2 separate regions of the Zea mays genome follow, and region 1 is linked to region 2. The links are chromatin contacts, called in public Hi-C maps. All regions are on one chromosome and are shown on one strand. Each heading gives the region's core, a stretch centred on a gene start, on an enhancer-like site or on the middle of the called end of the contact. The rest is flanking DNA. Distances are from core to core; before and after follow the strand shown. Region 1 has its middle 39 kb from the start of LOC103629394. Region 2 holds the start of LOC100125644 (Growth-regulating factor 6).

Region 1 (7,086 bases), core at 2,328-4,827, 600 kb after region 2:
ATGTGAACGCATTTGGTGATTCTCAGCTGGTTGTCCAGTAGATATTATAAGAGTATCAATGCTTAGATGGTACTCTAAATAGCTATCTTGAAAATGTTGGGACATAATTCATTATTTTGATGAATTCAACATTCAGCATATAACCAGGGTTGAGAATTGCAGAGCTAACAATTTGGTGCAGGATGCATCAGGATATCGGATGAAGCGAGGGAAATTTCACAACACCGAAAATCTGATAACATGTGCCAGAAAAGTTCTCCTGACTGATTCAGCTGATAACGAAGTCGATGCAATTGATTGGAGGACACTCATAATTAATTAACTACGAAATCCCAGTGTTAGGACAGATAGAACTGTTCAACGTATAACTTTCAAGTATGTTTTAATGAGTGATGAAATCTACCGTCGAACGGTCAACGACGTCCTACTTAAATGCTTGGGCCCAGGTGATGCTATATTAGCCATGGCCGAGGTACATGAGAGGATTTGTGGTACCCATCAATCAGCTCCAAAGATAAAGTGGTTATTGTGAAGATCTAGCTTCTATTGGACTAACATGATAGCTGATTGTTTCAAGTACTACAAAGGATGCCAAGTATGTCAGAAATTCAGCGACTTACAACTTGTCCCTACAGCCGAAGTACATCCTATCATTAAACCTTGGCCTTTCAGAGGATGGGGATTGGACTTTATAGGAGAGATTCATCCTTCATCATCAAAAGGCATCTGTTCGTGTTAGTTGCCACGGACTATTTCACCAAATGGACAGAAGTCGTTGCTCTAAAGAACACGACACATAGGGAGGTAATTGAGTTCATAACTGAGCATATTATTTATAGATTCGCCAATCCCCAGACTTTGACCGCAGACCAGGGGCTTCTTTTATGTCAAAGGAGGTACGTGAGTTTGCTAAATTATATAGAATTAAATTGCTCAATTCATCTCCATATTATGCTTAGGCCAATGGACAGACCGAGTCTAGTAATAGGACATTGATTAGTCTGATAAAAAAGAAGATATCTGATCATCCTAAGCATAGGCGAAAGATTTTGTTCGAAGCTTTATGGGCTCATAGAATATCTAAACATCGTGCTACTAAAGTATCTCTGTTTGAGCTTGTCTATGGGCAGGAAGTAGTGTTGCATGTAGAGATAGGTTTAAATGTTGTCAAGTTCGCTAGGCAAAATGATCTAACTATTGGTGATTATTATAATTCAATGATGGACAATATTGATGAAGTGACCGACAAGAGAGTGACAACTTTAGGAGAAATAGAAAAGGACAAGATCATGGTTGTCAATGCTTACAACAAGAAGGTTAAGGCTAAATCATTCCAAGTAGGGGACTTTGGTATGGAAGACCGTCTTGCCTCTAAGGAGCAAAGATTAGAAGTTTGGTAAGTGGTTGCCAAGCTAGGAAGGCCCTTACAAGGTCATGCAGGTGATACCCGGTAACGTCTACTTGTTGCAAACACTACAAGGCAAAGACTTGCCCAAGGCGTTAAACATGTGTTTCCTTAAGCAGTACCATCCTAGTATGTGGCAAGATGCCTAAGAAAACCGATGTGATCACATCGATTTAGTTTTAGGCGTGTGCTAGTGTTTTTGGTTCGCTCAACTCCGCCAAAAAGCATGGGGGCATTTGTTGAGCACCACTGTTGACCGGGCAGACGGTCCAGCCCTAAGGCTGGACGGTCCGCGGTGGTGGCACGGACGGTCCATGTGCGCGTAGAATCAGCTATGATTCCGAGTTTCTTGCGGGATTTGTTAGCTAAATCTGTGGGATTAACTCGGGAATCAATTTGTAACGGGTCCAGACCTCCCCCTATATATATGAAGGGCTACGGTCGATTGGAACACCAACAATCGATCAATCAATCAATATACATCTAGTTTTTTACCTTTTGCCCTAGGAGTAGACAACAAATTAGATTCTTCTCTCTAAATATTTACCTCTCTCCAGCTCTACGTCGATTAGAGGCATCTTGGGTGGCCTGCCCAAGAAAAAGCCTAGGATCTCTCCTCCCCGACGGGGTCTCTCCTGGGAGCGAGATTAAGGCGCTACCAGCGAACTCCGCCACCTCTGCGCACTGGCTCGTCATGCAGGAACCCGAGCCCCTGCGTCAGGTCGCAGGTCGTTGGGCCCCGGGCCACAGACCGTCCGCTCCTCCGCAGAGAGCACCGCCGCCAGTTCTCATCGTAGTGATTGGCGCCCGGATCGGCGCCAACAAGGGGTTCGTGTTATTTCATAAGATAGGAAAACAATTGTACAAAATGTACGCAAAAGGGGAGAAGACACATAAACCACACACTAATGCCTAATATGCAGGTAACATATCAATATCTAATAAAGAATGACTAATAGTACCTCTGCATGGACAACTTCTGCAGCCTCTTCTTGGACCTCTTCAGCAAACATGTTATAGCATGTGTGAGAACCTCGATTGCTTGGTGGTCGTCCCTGCCATCACCAAAGGATGGCACCAAGGCTTTGGCATGTGCCTTAACACACTCTTCCATTTTCATCCTTGCCTGCTGCAAGTTTGCAGATATCTCTTCGGAAACATCCACCCAGACTGGGGTAGTAGCCCGACTGCCATAGCACCTCTGCTGCAACACAAAAACTAAATAACAGTTCTGCATAATTCATCTTATGACCAATGAGGTATCCAAATAGAAACACGTCAGCCTTCCAACCCACTATTACAGCTTACTGCATAAGGCACTAAACACTGACCAACATGCAATAACAAGTCTTCCGTTCGCTCAGGTCGTTGATCACGCAACCGGACGAACGAGTGGACGACACGGTGGAGAGACAGCAGTTTTGAAATGCTATAGTTTTGAAATACCGTAGTTTATAATTATAAAAGACAAATACTTTAGTATTGCCTTATCATTGCCTAAAACTGAGGTCGTGTTTGGAAGTAAAGTTTATTAAAACCATGATTTCTTATATATGACGGTATTCAAATGTCATAACAACATGTATTTAAATACAATATCTAAAACTACAGTATTTTAGTGTAACTTTGTAAGGAGCTAGTCAAGTGATGAAAGCTTTAGGTTGGAGTGGAGTTTCAAATACTTTAAAAATACCATGATACTCACAGTTCTGCAATTCTACGATTTTGAAAACAAAGTATTTTGTAACACAAACAAACACCTCATTCTATAAAATACTGTGGTATCTTTAAAAATCATGGTATTGTCCAGAAACTTTAAAAATATTACGTTGCCAAATAGGCCCTAAGATGTGTTTGGTTCCATTAAAAACCTATAGTATATGTAGAGAAAAATAGAAGAAAACTGAGGATTTGAGTGAAACTTTTAAGACTTCAAAAATAATACAGTTTTAGATACACTATGATATTTAAAACCGTATTTTACCTGTACCAATTAAACACCTTCTATTTTTTAATACATGGTATCATCGAATACCATAACATTGCCCTCAAAACTGTAAAAATGCAAGCTCTCAAATAGGGCGTGAGGGGGCATTTCTCTCCTTCACCACCAACGAAGAAAGGACGGCACGAAGCGTGCCGAGCCATTGGGCTATGTTGACACTGGACCTGAATAGGCTGTCAAAGTGTAAGCGTGTGAGATGGGCTGGACTAGTTGTCCAGTGGGCTATCAAGGTCCAATGCTTCTTTGTCATTTGTTTTTTGTTTTTCTTCATTTCATTCACGAGGACTGACGACGAATCGTCATACCGTTTCGGTATGGACGGGAAAAGCACTTCTCAATTGCAAATCGTCAATCGAGATGTGCACGGCGCCACGGCCAGAAGAAACCAGAATCTCGGTCCGATTTTCTTTCAAGCTTTGCACCGCAGTCCCTGTAGCACGAAACAATACATTTGGAACAGCACCTGTCACCCCGTCTGACAATAAGGGCATTAGAGCTAATACTTAGCTGTGAAAATTAGCTAAACACCTCTAAATAGTCTAGCTAATAATTCAACTATTATTTACTTTTAGCAAATTAGACTAGTAATTTTCTAGTCAACTATCTATTAGATCTAGTATATTCAATGTTAAGGATTAGGCATTATCAGTTTTAATTTAATCCAAAAAATCAGTATGATGTTGTGACAACATGTATGTGCATGTGTGTATCATTACTCACATAAGCAGTAAATAACAGTAAAACATGCACAAATACGAAAAACATATTGTACCGTGCAAATGTATCGATGCTCAAGGCAGCATTGGCTCCATTCACACCGAGACATCACGTGTGTATGTTCGATGTAGACGCAATCGATACAGACAGATGTACGCAATGCAGTCCCTCAAATGGCGCCGACGATGAAGAATCGAATCAGCGTTGGTCGAGCGGATGGAGCGAGCAGTCGTGAGTATACTCCCTAAAAAACTGATCGCCCGCACACCCGTGAATGTGTAGCTATGTGAACGGCGATTTCGGAGGCCTGCTCTCCCACTCTCTCTCTGCTCGCATAAGGTGGGATGGGAATGGGCTGAGTGCAACGCGTCTGAGAGACTATTCACGTGACTAGAAGAGCGTCCACCTCCTCCGTAGGGAACGGACAATAACGGTCGCCATAAGAGCCAGAAACCAACATCCATTACAGTCTGTCCGTCACTAGCCATAAGACATGAAACAGACAGTAACAGACGATCATCACTTTAGATAAAATGTACAACCGTTAGAAAGAAATATTCAGACCAAGGTCCAATCTACCACAAGCCTCTGCCTCGGTCAGCGGCGCGCGCGCGTGACAGTCCTTCATCCATTTCTCAATAGATGCACCAATGGTCCACCTATGTGTTTGGTTGTAATGATAGAGCGGAATGTGATAGAGCGATCCCTTAAATAAGGTTATTTGGTTTAGGATCAGGGGTTGAGACATGACTATCTTAATTGTTCATCAAAATTTGAGGGACGAGAGAAGACGTCTAGGGACGTCCCTGTCCTTTCTATCCCGCAACCAAACACATCTTAAGTTGATTGATTTGTCCCTTGAACTTCTAGTATGGTACTAAATTATTAGTACACCGTAGCATTAAAGTGGGCCTTTAGCATTAACTATTATTGAATATTAATTTGGACCAAACACACATTAATCCAACATTCAAACGCCACACTAAAATTAACTTTTAGTGGCCCTTATTGCCATCGAAAATTAACTTAGCTGATAGAAGTTTCTCAAATTAATGTAGTGTCAATATAGTACTTCTTCCATTCCAAAATATAGTTCTTTGTAGCCCTCTTTTTTCGTCCATATTCGAATGATTGTAGACAAAACATACAAACTACATTCATAAATTGATTAATGAATGTGTGCTTAACCTAAAACAAATTATATTTTGGGACTAAGGGAGTAATTAGTAAACTAAGGTCCTGTTTAGGAGAGCTTCACTTCAAGAATTTTAAGTTTATTTTAGTTTCTTATATCCAAACAGGTCCAGTTCTATGAGTTGTAGCTTAAAAAAACTGAAACTAGAGACCGATTTCATGAAATTTTCAAACTACTCAAAGGGTGCTTCAAAAACACTACTTTCATACCTCCTCGTGAAGTTGCACAAAAATTACCCACCATGTTATTGGTTACATGATCTACCGATTTATGTCTCTTCACCTGCTAATCATCAAGAGTAATTAAGGAAACTCGCACACATTAATTGTATTATAGAAACTAGAATCCATGTGCAAGCCAAACACTTTTGAACCTTGTCTTATCAATATGTGAAAGTTGTTTTGCGGTGAAGTTGGAAAACCTAAGGTGTCATTCTTGAAATGAAGCCCTCTCAAACAAGGCCTAAGGGTGTGTTGGTTCCGAATTTTTTGTTTTTGAGTCCTTTTTGTGTCAAAAATTTCCAATTAGACCCCCAGAAAACTTAAATGCAATTTTGGACCCATTTCTCGGCGTCATGAGCTATGGCGCCGAGTTTACACATCTCGGCGCCATAGATCTTGGCGCCGAGCTACCTGACGCGCTGTCGTCCACCAGCTGACGCGGCGCCGACGTGACACCGAGCTCGGCGCCAAGATCTATGGCGCCGAGCTCGAATGTTTTACCATAAAGCTTGTCTAGCTCAGTTGATAGAGATTAAGGCTCTCAACCTTAAGGTTGTGGGTTTGAGCCCCACCATGAGCGTTCAATATTTTTTTGTCTTTGTCACTGATTTGTTTTTTATTGTCCAGATTTTTTCGTTTATGCCGCTGATCTGTCCGTGCGTTCAATATTTTTTTGTCTTTGTCACTGATTTATTTTTTTTATTGTCCAGATTTTTTCATTTATGCCGCTGATTTGTCTGTCCAGATTTATTTCTCATCTATATTTTTTTGCTTTTGAAATCGTCATTATACGAATTTTGGCCCATACAGCTTGCGAATCGATATATGGTCACATCGCTTTACCTGCAGGCTGTAGACGTGTAGTAATCGCAGGCGCACAGCTATGAGTAAAACTAGAGTTTAGTGAGATCAAACGGATTTAAAATATATAAACTAATTATAGAATGATAAAAGTAATATGCACTAACCACAAGCAAAAGATTTTTTTAAAAAAGAAGCGTGTTTCGAGAACTGAGATGGCATTTTCAAGAATACGGACTATATATTGGATGGCGCTATCATATAGAGGAGTAGTATTTCCTTTTATATATACGCAGGAATATATAAAACACGAAATAACCTTTTCGCTAGAAGAGGTCAAGCCATCAACTAAAGCATATGCCATGGTTAAAAGAAAGGAAGAAAGCACGTTGTACTCAAGCTAATACCTTTTGTCTAAAAGTGGTATTATTTAGACAAAAAAAAAGTGTGACATGGATCAGCAATTTACCTCTTCGAACTATTGTTATGCTATATTTTCTTTTCTCGGGCAAAAAAAAACAAACGTCTCGCTCGGAAGTCTCACAAAAAAAATTTGGACGGACAAATCAGCGACATAAACGAAAAATATAGACAAAAAACAAATTATTGACAAAGACAAAAAAATATTAAACGCCCACCATGGGGCTTGAACCCAAAACTTCAAGGTTAAGAGTCTTGCGCTCTACCGACTGAGCTAGACAAGCTTTGTGATTACACATCCGAGCTCGGCGTCATAGATCTT
Region 2 (7,605 bases), core at 936-3,435:
AGCTCCGAGAGGGTACCTGCTGCACAACCAATTGGTTACGGATAAGTATGTACGTTGACGATCACAAGCTGCTGCTACAGATAGGGGATCACGATCAAATACTCCTTCACAGAAAGTTAGGACTCTTAAATAATATTACTTTAAAAATAAATAGGAATAGAGTCCGATCCTAATACGATTCCATGCTTAAATAAGCTTAGTTCTCAAGCTGCTGCTACAGATATTTACGAACTGACAGAAACTTGTCAGTCCAGCACCCTTGCTTGGAGTCTGGTAATGGTGCCTTGCCTCTACAGCAACCAGCTAGACATGGGTTTGCTTGGTATGTAAGAGATGAAGTTTATATACGGGCGATAAAAAATAAATTGATAACAAGTCAGTGTACAAAAAATAGGAGGCTAATGAGAAAAAAATCTGTCAGAAATGAAGAGCTACTTGTTGTTCAGACTTGAGAGCATATAAAATTTATATCGTATACAGACAACTAAGATAGCAGAAGCAGGCAGGGCCCTGGGCATAGCAGGCACGACAGTTTCACTTTACAGAAGAACAGCAAAAGATCTCTATTATATTGCAAGAAGCAAGTGGCAGGAGTGCTTTTGCCGTTGAGTCAATACACCCAAGTGCTGTGAGCTATGGTGTGACTATCCTTTTTGCAAACAACCGTGTAAAAAGAGAAGCGGTGAAAAAACCATAGCATCATCGTCAATAATGGTCCCAGCTAAAATGACAAGGCAGGTAAATCAAACAACCTATTGTAGCAGCTCCATGCATCCTGGTGTAACTAGCAAGCAGGCCAGGCAAACCCAATCCCATGGCCATTCGACAGCTAGCAGCTAATAAGAAACAGCAAAAAGGGGGAGGGGATAATGTAACCATACTTGCTACCATAACGATAGTGAGCATTCGAAGCATCGACGCCGAGGTGCGACGAGCCAGCAGCGCCGCCGCCGAGGGACAGGCCGTGGACCTTGCCCCCCGCCGCTGCAAGGGGCTCGAGAGGCGCGGTGGTGGTGACGGTGGACAGCTGGGGCGGCGACGGGTGCGCGGGCGACGACGACGAGGCGGTCTTGGATTCCACAGGCTTTCTTGAACGGTTGCGGCCACGGTGCATGTGGCGCTCGCAGTACTTGGAGTCGGGGTGCGCCTCCTTGGAGCACCGCCACTTCTTGCCGTCGGTGCGGCGGCACCGCCACGGCTCCGGGTCCAGTTTCTTGCCGTAGTAGGCGTAGTAGCTCACTGCAGGCAGGAGGAGAACCACGTATAGCTATAGGGGTGAGACTGTTGAGCAGAGCGAGAAATCGAATCCGCCTCCCATCACACAGCCCTAGCTAGTGTGTGTGTGTGCCGTGTGCGCGTGTGTATTCTAATCCAATGGTGTACTTGCTAACTGGGGGGGCAGATCGAAAGCGCACCCCTAAACATTTGACCAACCCAATGCAAAGATGCTTTTGTTTCTTTCTCCTACTTTGTTTAAAAGTTTGAATAATAAAGACTCCCCCCACCCATCCCGTTGCTTGAGCAAGCAGGAAAGGAGGTGCATGACAAAGATCCGCCCCCACCCCTCACGCCTCACCCCGCATAGGCGAGAGATGCCAGATGCTAGGCCGGCGCATGGTTAATGAATCATCCGACGAGATAAATCGCGCCAATACCCAACCAACCAGTCACAGCACGCACGCACGCACTTGAACGGAGATTTCTGATATGTATATGTACACACGGCACGATTGGAGGCGGCAGCGAAAGTGGAGAGAGCTCACGGGACGGGTGGTGTTGGTGGTAGAAGGGCGACGCGGCGGCGGGGCCGGCGAAGGAGAAGGCGGCGGCGGGGCCGGGGCGGACGGGGAGGAGGAGGTCGGGCGGGACGGGGACGCCGGCCATGAGGTACTTGTAGATGAGCGCCTGCTGCTCCAGCTCCGCCCACTGCGCGGCGGTGAAGACCGTGCGCTGTGGCGGGGGCTGGTGCGCGTACCCGCCGCCGCCCATCCCCATGGCCGCTCCCGCGGCCGAGGATGCCGAGCTCAGCATCGGTGCGGGCCCCGACTCCCGCGTTCCTCCTCCTCCCCTCCCTTTGGACCGGCCGGCCGACCGGGAACGGGACGTACGGGCGGAGGCGCGGGGAACGGGCGGCGGAGAGAGGGGGGAAGGGGAGGTCAGGTGTGTGTTGGAGGGCTCTTGGTGGCGGCCATTAATGGAATGGAAGCGAGGGGAGTCGGTTAGGGGCGGGGGATCTGCTCGCTTTGGATTTTTTTTTGGTAGGGTTGGACACAATGGATATGTACTACTCAGAGCATCTCTAAGAGACACTCCATTTTCGACTCTCTATATGACACTCTATTTACCTCTTTATAAAGATCACATTCTATATGTAGCATCTCACTTCAACAAACTATCTATTTAGTTTGGCTAGTCAGCGGCTAGTCAAATTTGGCTAGAGAGGGAGCCAATTTGAAGACCCGGATAGCTTGCCAAGTTGGATGACTAGTTTGTTGGAGAGTTATTTTGCTATTGAATAGCCAAAATTTAGCTTCCTGAGCTATTTGACTAACCTCTTAGAGATGCTCTTAGATACTATCTAACTGGTGGTTCTTTAAACACTAGCTACTGCTAAAAAACTCATTTATAAAATTCGATATATCTATGTTTTACATCTTATTCACTAAAATATCTTAAAATATGACTCAATTATATCAGTTGTTAATCGTATCTAGACTTAAATAACCATGTTAAAGACGTTTCTTCATCAAAATATGTCTCTTATTTTTTGTTTGTATTTAAACTATTAGATACATTGTATCATTAATGTGGTTTGTAGATATCCTTAAGCGAGTGTACGGCGTTTAATGTACAGTAGTAGTGTAACAAACAAGTAGTATATAGTATAGCACCGAGAAGCGTACTCGATGTATGTACACCAGCTGTTTTGTACGTACGGGCGTCGGGCACAACACAACACAATCACCACCTCAAAAGAGAGAGAGAATACAACAAGTAAAAATCCAAGGCTTTTACTACTTGCAGCCCGTACGTACGCGGCGTTTTGAATGTGTGTTGTGGACGACCAAGACCAATGCAGGCGGCTACAGCGACCCCAGTAAAAAAATCTTGGCGCCTGCGAGCGTTTTACCGCCCTGTTTCGCGCTCAGCTTCAACAGGAGCGGGCCCGGCCCGGCCCGACGCCGAGAGCTAGAGAGAGGGGGAGCGGACGAACAATATTCAAGATAGACTAGTAATACTCATGACTCACTGATTTATTTAGTTTGGATTAAATTGTTTGAATTTTTGTATGAGCTAAACCAACGTCCTAGCTCGGTTTCTTAACGAGCTAGCTAAAGCTAAGCTTAAACCAGCTCGTGAGCTAAACGAGCTTCCACTTCCCAGCCAGTTAACCGACCCACTACCCACAACCATAGCCTATAGTCCAGAAGCCTACCATGAGGCCACTAGCCCACCTAGGGCTAGAAAATCAGCTCGAGCCAGCTCGAGCTCACAATGGCTCGTGAGCTCAAAACGAGTCGAGCCGAGCCTCTTCTTCAAGCTCGCTTCTCTATCGAGCCGAGCCGAGCTAGCTCGTGTGGCTCGCGAGCGGCTCGCGAGCTGAGCAAAAACCTAGCTGCCCAGTCCCTTAGTCCTAGCCTAACTGGCAACTGCCCAACAACCCAAGTGCCTAAGCGGCCAAGCCCAACAGCCGTCTCTCCAACTCGCGAGAACAGTCCAACTAGTCCTCTGGTCCAAGTTCCGTCCAAGAGTCCAACCGGTCCAAGTTTCGTCCAAGAACCAGACGTCACCAGACACAGGAACAGGAGGCTTCGAGAGTTCGAGCCTTCGACGAATCGACGACACCGACGAACGACCGCCACGCGCCACTGGCCCTCTGGTGCCTCGGCCCTTCGCCGGCGCCGCCGCGCCGACCTGGATCTAGACGTGGGCGACCAGGCGTGACGACCACCGACTGCCGGTGCGCCGCGCGTGGTTGATCGGCCATCTGCTCCAATCTCTAGGCTCCAGCGACAAGCACACCAGGTTAGTGCTTACTGCTCTCCTTCTTTCCTTGACTGCTTGACTCCTTTCCCTTCTAGGCTCATAGATCATAGTTATAGTTTATGTGATCCTATCCTTCAATGAATCAGTACGAAATTGAGCATCTGACCCAAAATTCATAACCCTAACTTAAGCACTTAAGCTATTTAGTTATAGCTTCTGTCCTTCAATGAATATGTCATTCATCCTTCAATGTTCAATGAACCAGATCTGATATAATTAAAAGTATTTGACACCAGACAAACTGAAAAACAGTAGTGCACCCCTGTAGGCTGTACATTTCACTAAAATTCACTTGCACACATTATTATTCACATGTACAATAAATTTCAATGTCTTGGTAATTTGGTATTGTTTGCATATTGCTAAGTGATGGAACCTTTATCGGTTCATTCAGTTGTGGCAGCGAAATGGAGGAGCGAAAGAGACGAGACTGATTCAGAGAGCAACTCCTTCGACAAGAATGATGACATGTCTGAGGATGAGATGACAGTGCTAGGTGGGAGAGGTGAGGATGTTGTTAGAGTTGCTGAATGCAATGATGGTGGAGATGTGACTAAAGTCAAGAAAAGGCATAGAGGAGTGACTAAACCAGTTAAGGTTGAGGGTGGCAGCAAAAGCAAATCCAAGGTTTGGGAGGTTTTTGATAAGGTGAATGTGCCAAATCCGTCCGATAAGGAGAATCCGTTATTAAAGGCAAAGTGCAAATATTGTAAAACACTTTATAGTTATGCACAAGGATCAACAACAATGACATTGTCAAGGCATATGATGAACTGTGGAAAGTATCAAAAGTATATCGAAGAGAAGCTTGATCAGACTCTCTTGAACTTTGCTCCTTCAACGACAGGTGAATCTGGTTCTGGTCTCTCTACTATCTCATCACCTAAAGATTATAATCATGAGCAAGTCAAAAAATTAGTTGCCAAAATGATTATAGTTCATAAGTATCCATTTAGAATGGTTGAGCACACATGGTTTAATATTCTCATGAAATATATGAATCTGTTGTATGAATTTATTGGTAGGAAGACCATAAGAGCTGAATGTTTAAAGGTTTATGAGTCTGAAAAGGAATAATTAGCAAAGTTACTTAAGGGTGTGGATTTCATTTCCTTAACCATTGATCTGTGGACATCTAATCAAACATTGTCCTATATGCGTTTGGTTGCGCACTACATTGATAAAGATTGGAAAATGCAATATCGTGTGCTGAATTTTTTGAGTTAGACCCTCCACATAAAGGATATGTGATAGGACAAGCTGCCTATGAATGTGTTACTGCATGAAAAATAGAAGATAAGATTATATCCTTCACTCTAGATAATGCTGCAAACAATGATAGTGCTATCCGTGGTTTGAGGGCTAGATTTGCAGCTAGACAAGGGAATGCTTTCATTGCAAAATACTTTCATGTCCGTTGTTGTGCACATATCATAAATTTGGTTGTCAATGATGGAACACCAACATTAGCTTCTTTGATAGAAAATCTAAGGTTAACAGTCAAGTAGCTCAAGAAGTCTCCATCTCGCATGCATAAGTTTGTAAAGATATGTAGATCTCTTGCATTGCAAGTTGGAGAAGGGATGAGACTTGATGTGTCAACGAGGTGGGGTTCAACATACAAGATGTTGCGCACTACTATAGCTTACAAAGAAGCTATTAAGACATATGCTGATTCAGATTTGAACTATAAGTGGGAACCTACAACTGAAGAATGGGATTTGTTTGTTGCAATTGAGCCTATTCTGGCCTCTTTAGCTAAAGTAACCACTGCATTGTCAGCTTCTTCTTACCCCACTGCAAACCTATTTTATCCTCACATTGTGGATGTCAAAATTGCATTGAGAGCAGCAATGAGTTCTACTAACTTGAATATGAGAAAAATGGGTACTGCGATGATGGAGAAGTTCAATAAGTATTGGGAAGAAAAGAACAATGTTATGGTCATTGCTACTATCCTAGATCCAAGGTATAAGATGAGATATATTACATGGTGCTTTGGTAAGATTTTTTATGCATGCCAAGTTGACTTTGAGATAGAAGAAGTTATAGGTGAATTGGAAAAGTTGTTTGAAGACTATGAGATGCAACATAGAGAGTGAAAAGCTGCTCAAAATAAGCCTAGTGCATCATCTTCCTTGATGGCTGATAGATCTTGTAGTTTGCCTTCTGCTTCATGTGAGTTTCAGTCATACTTATCATCCACTGAATCGAACCCATCAAAGAGTGAGTTGCTCATATATTTGGATGAAACAAATGTGAGTTTAGCTGACAAGGAGTTTATTTGCTTAACTAGTGGAAGGTTAACTTACATAGATTCCCAGTGGTGTCGAGGATGGCAAAGAAGTTATTAACTGTACCCGCTACCTCTGTGTCTTCATAGTCTACTTTTAGCACTGGGGGTCGAACTCTAGATGATTATCATAGCTCTCTAAGCCCTTCTATGGTGGAGGCATTGGTATGCTCCTCTAGTTGGATTCGAGGTGCACATGATGGGAGTTTTACATATGTGGTATGTGTTGTACTATAGTATGCTATTATTGTACTCTTTTATTCTAGTATGTTCCTTTTTTCTCAATCTAATTACTCTATTTATTTTTAGGAACAAGATGAAGAGGATGATGTTGAAAACATTTCATTTCCAAAAAGTTTGGTGGAGAGCAACTAGATTATCCTTTGTAAGCTAGTGGCACTTGGTAGAAGGCTAGAGCCTGGCGACTTGTAGTATGTACTTTTGCATGGTCCTGCTTCTGTCTTCTGTTGTTCTGCTTCTACACTTGGCTCCTTGATGATGTAGTGCTGTTGCATGCTGCTTTCCAGAACTAGAATCTCCCTGCTGTTGCATACTTGCATTCTACAAAAACCTGAACCTGAAACCTAAATTATGTGATCTCTACTTTTGTTGGAGGATGGAGACATTTTATTTTGTCTTAATGTGTTGTTGGATGTATCATAGTCATACTGCCATACTTATATATATGTATTTGGATGAACAAATGCAAGTATCAAGTTCAACTAAACTTGTTTCATGTTTATACTATGTTGATGAATCATCAATTATTCTATTATGGATTATATTAGCTTTTCCCCTGCAATCTAAACTTTTGGGCATAAAACAGTTCTAGCTCGTGAGCCGGGTTGAGCCAACTCGCGAGCCACGTTCGAGCCGAGCCTGCATTTCTAGCTCGTTGAACGAGCGAGCCGATACGAGCCGAGCTTGGCTCGTTTACTTAACGAGCCACAATGAGCTGAGCCGAGCTGAGCTCGACTCGGCTAGTTTCCAGCCCTAAGCCCACCACAACAAAAAAGGCCACATCCGCCTAGGCCTAGCCGCCCCGCCTAGACACTTGAGCTGTTGAGCACACTTGGGCACAAGTGCATTTGTTGTCCGTTCTATCCTCTCCACTTCTCCAAGACATTAACCCTAGGTTTCTGTGACAGAACCTCCCAAGTCATTAGGTCCACCTACAATTGTTCTTGTCCATTGGACCTCAGACAACCCTGTAGGTGCACCTGATCACTTGACAAGTTCGGTATATGAATTCTTTACCTTGCCCA

What was found. Hi-C and Micro-C count contacts between places; a contact is called where the count stands out from the background.
Region 1: a contact with region 2 is called in a Hi-C map of tassel, with 5 times the contacts expected there. The contact joins the enhancer-like site here to the promoter of LOC100125644 in region 2. A contact is called at or near these places in 4 of 25 Hi-C or Micro-C datasets (ear, leaf, leaf mesophyll and 1 more).

What each region holds. Positions count from the first base shown.
Region 1 is chr6:70,099,079-70,106,164 of Zm-B73-REFERENCE-NAM-5.0, forward strand. No RefSeq gene overlaps it. Among protein-coding and RNA genes, the nearest start is that of LOC103629394, 39 kb to the right of the region's middle. Within about 2 kb of position 3,578, at least 15 of the 20 cell types and tissues checked have an H3K27ac peak or open chromatin away from gene starts, as enhancers often do. A contact at or near this core is called in ear, leaf, leaf mesophyll and 1 more, where this site is marked.
Region 2 is chr6:69,502,639-69,510,243 of Zm-B73-REFERENCE-NAM-5.0, forward strand. LOC100125644 (Growth-regulating factor 6) reads right to left here and starts at 2,186. Exons shown (of 3, transcript NM_001112575.1): 1 at 1,764-2,186; 2 at 882-1,239; 3 at 1-19. The coding sequence starts at 2,031.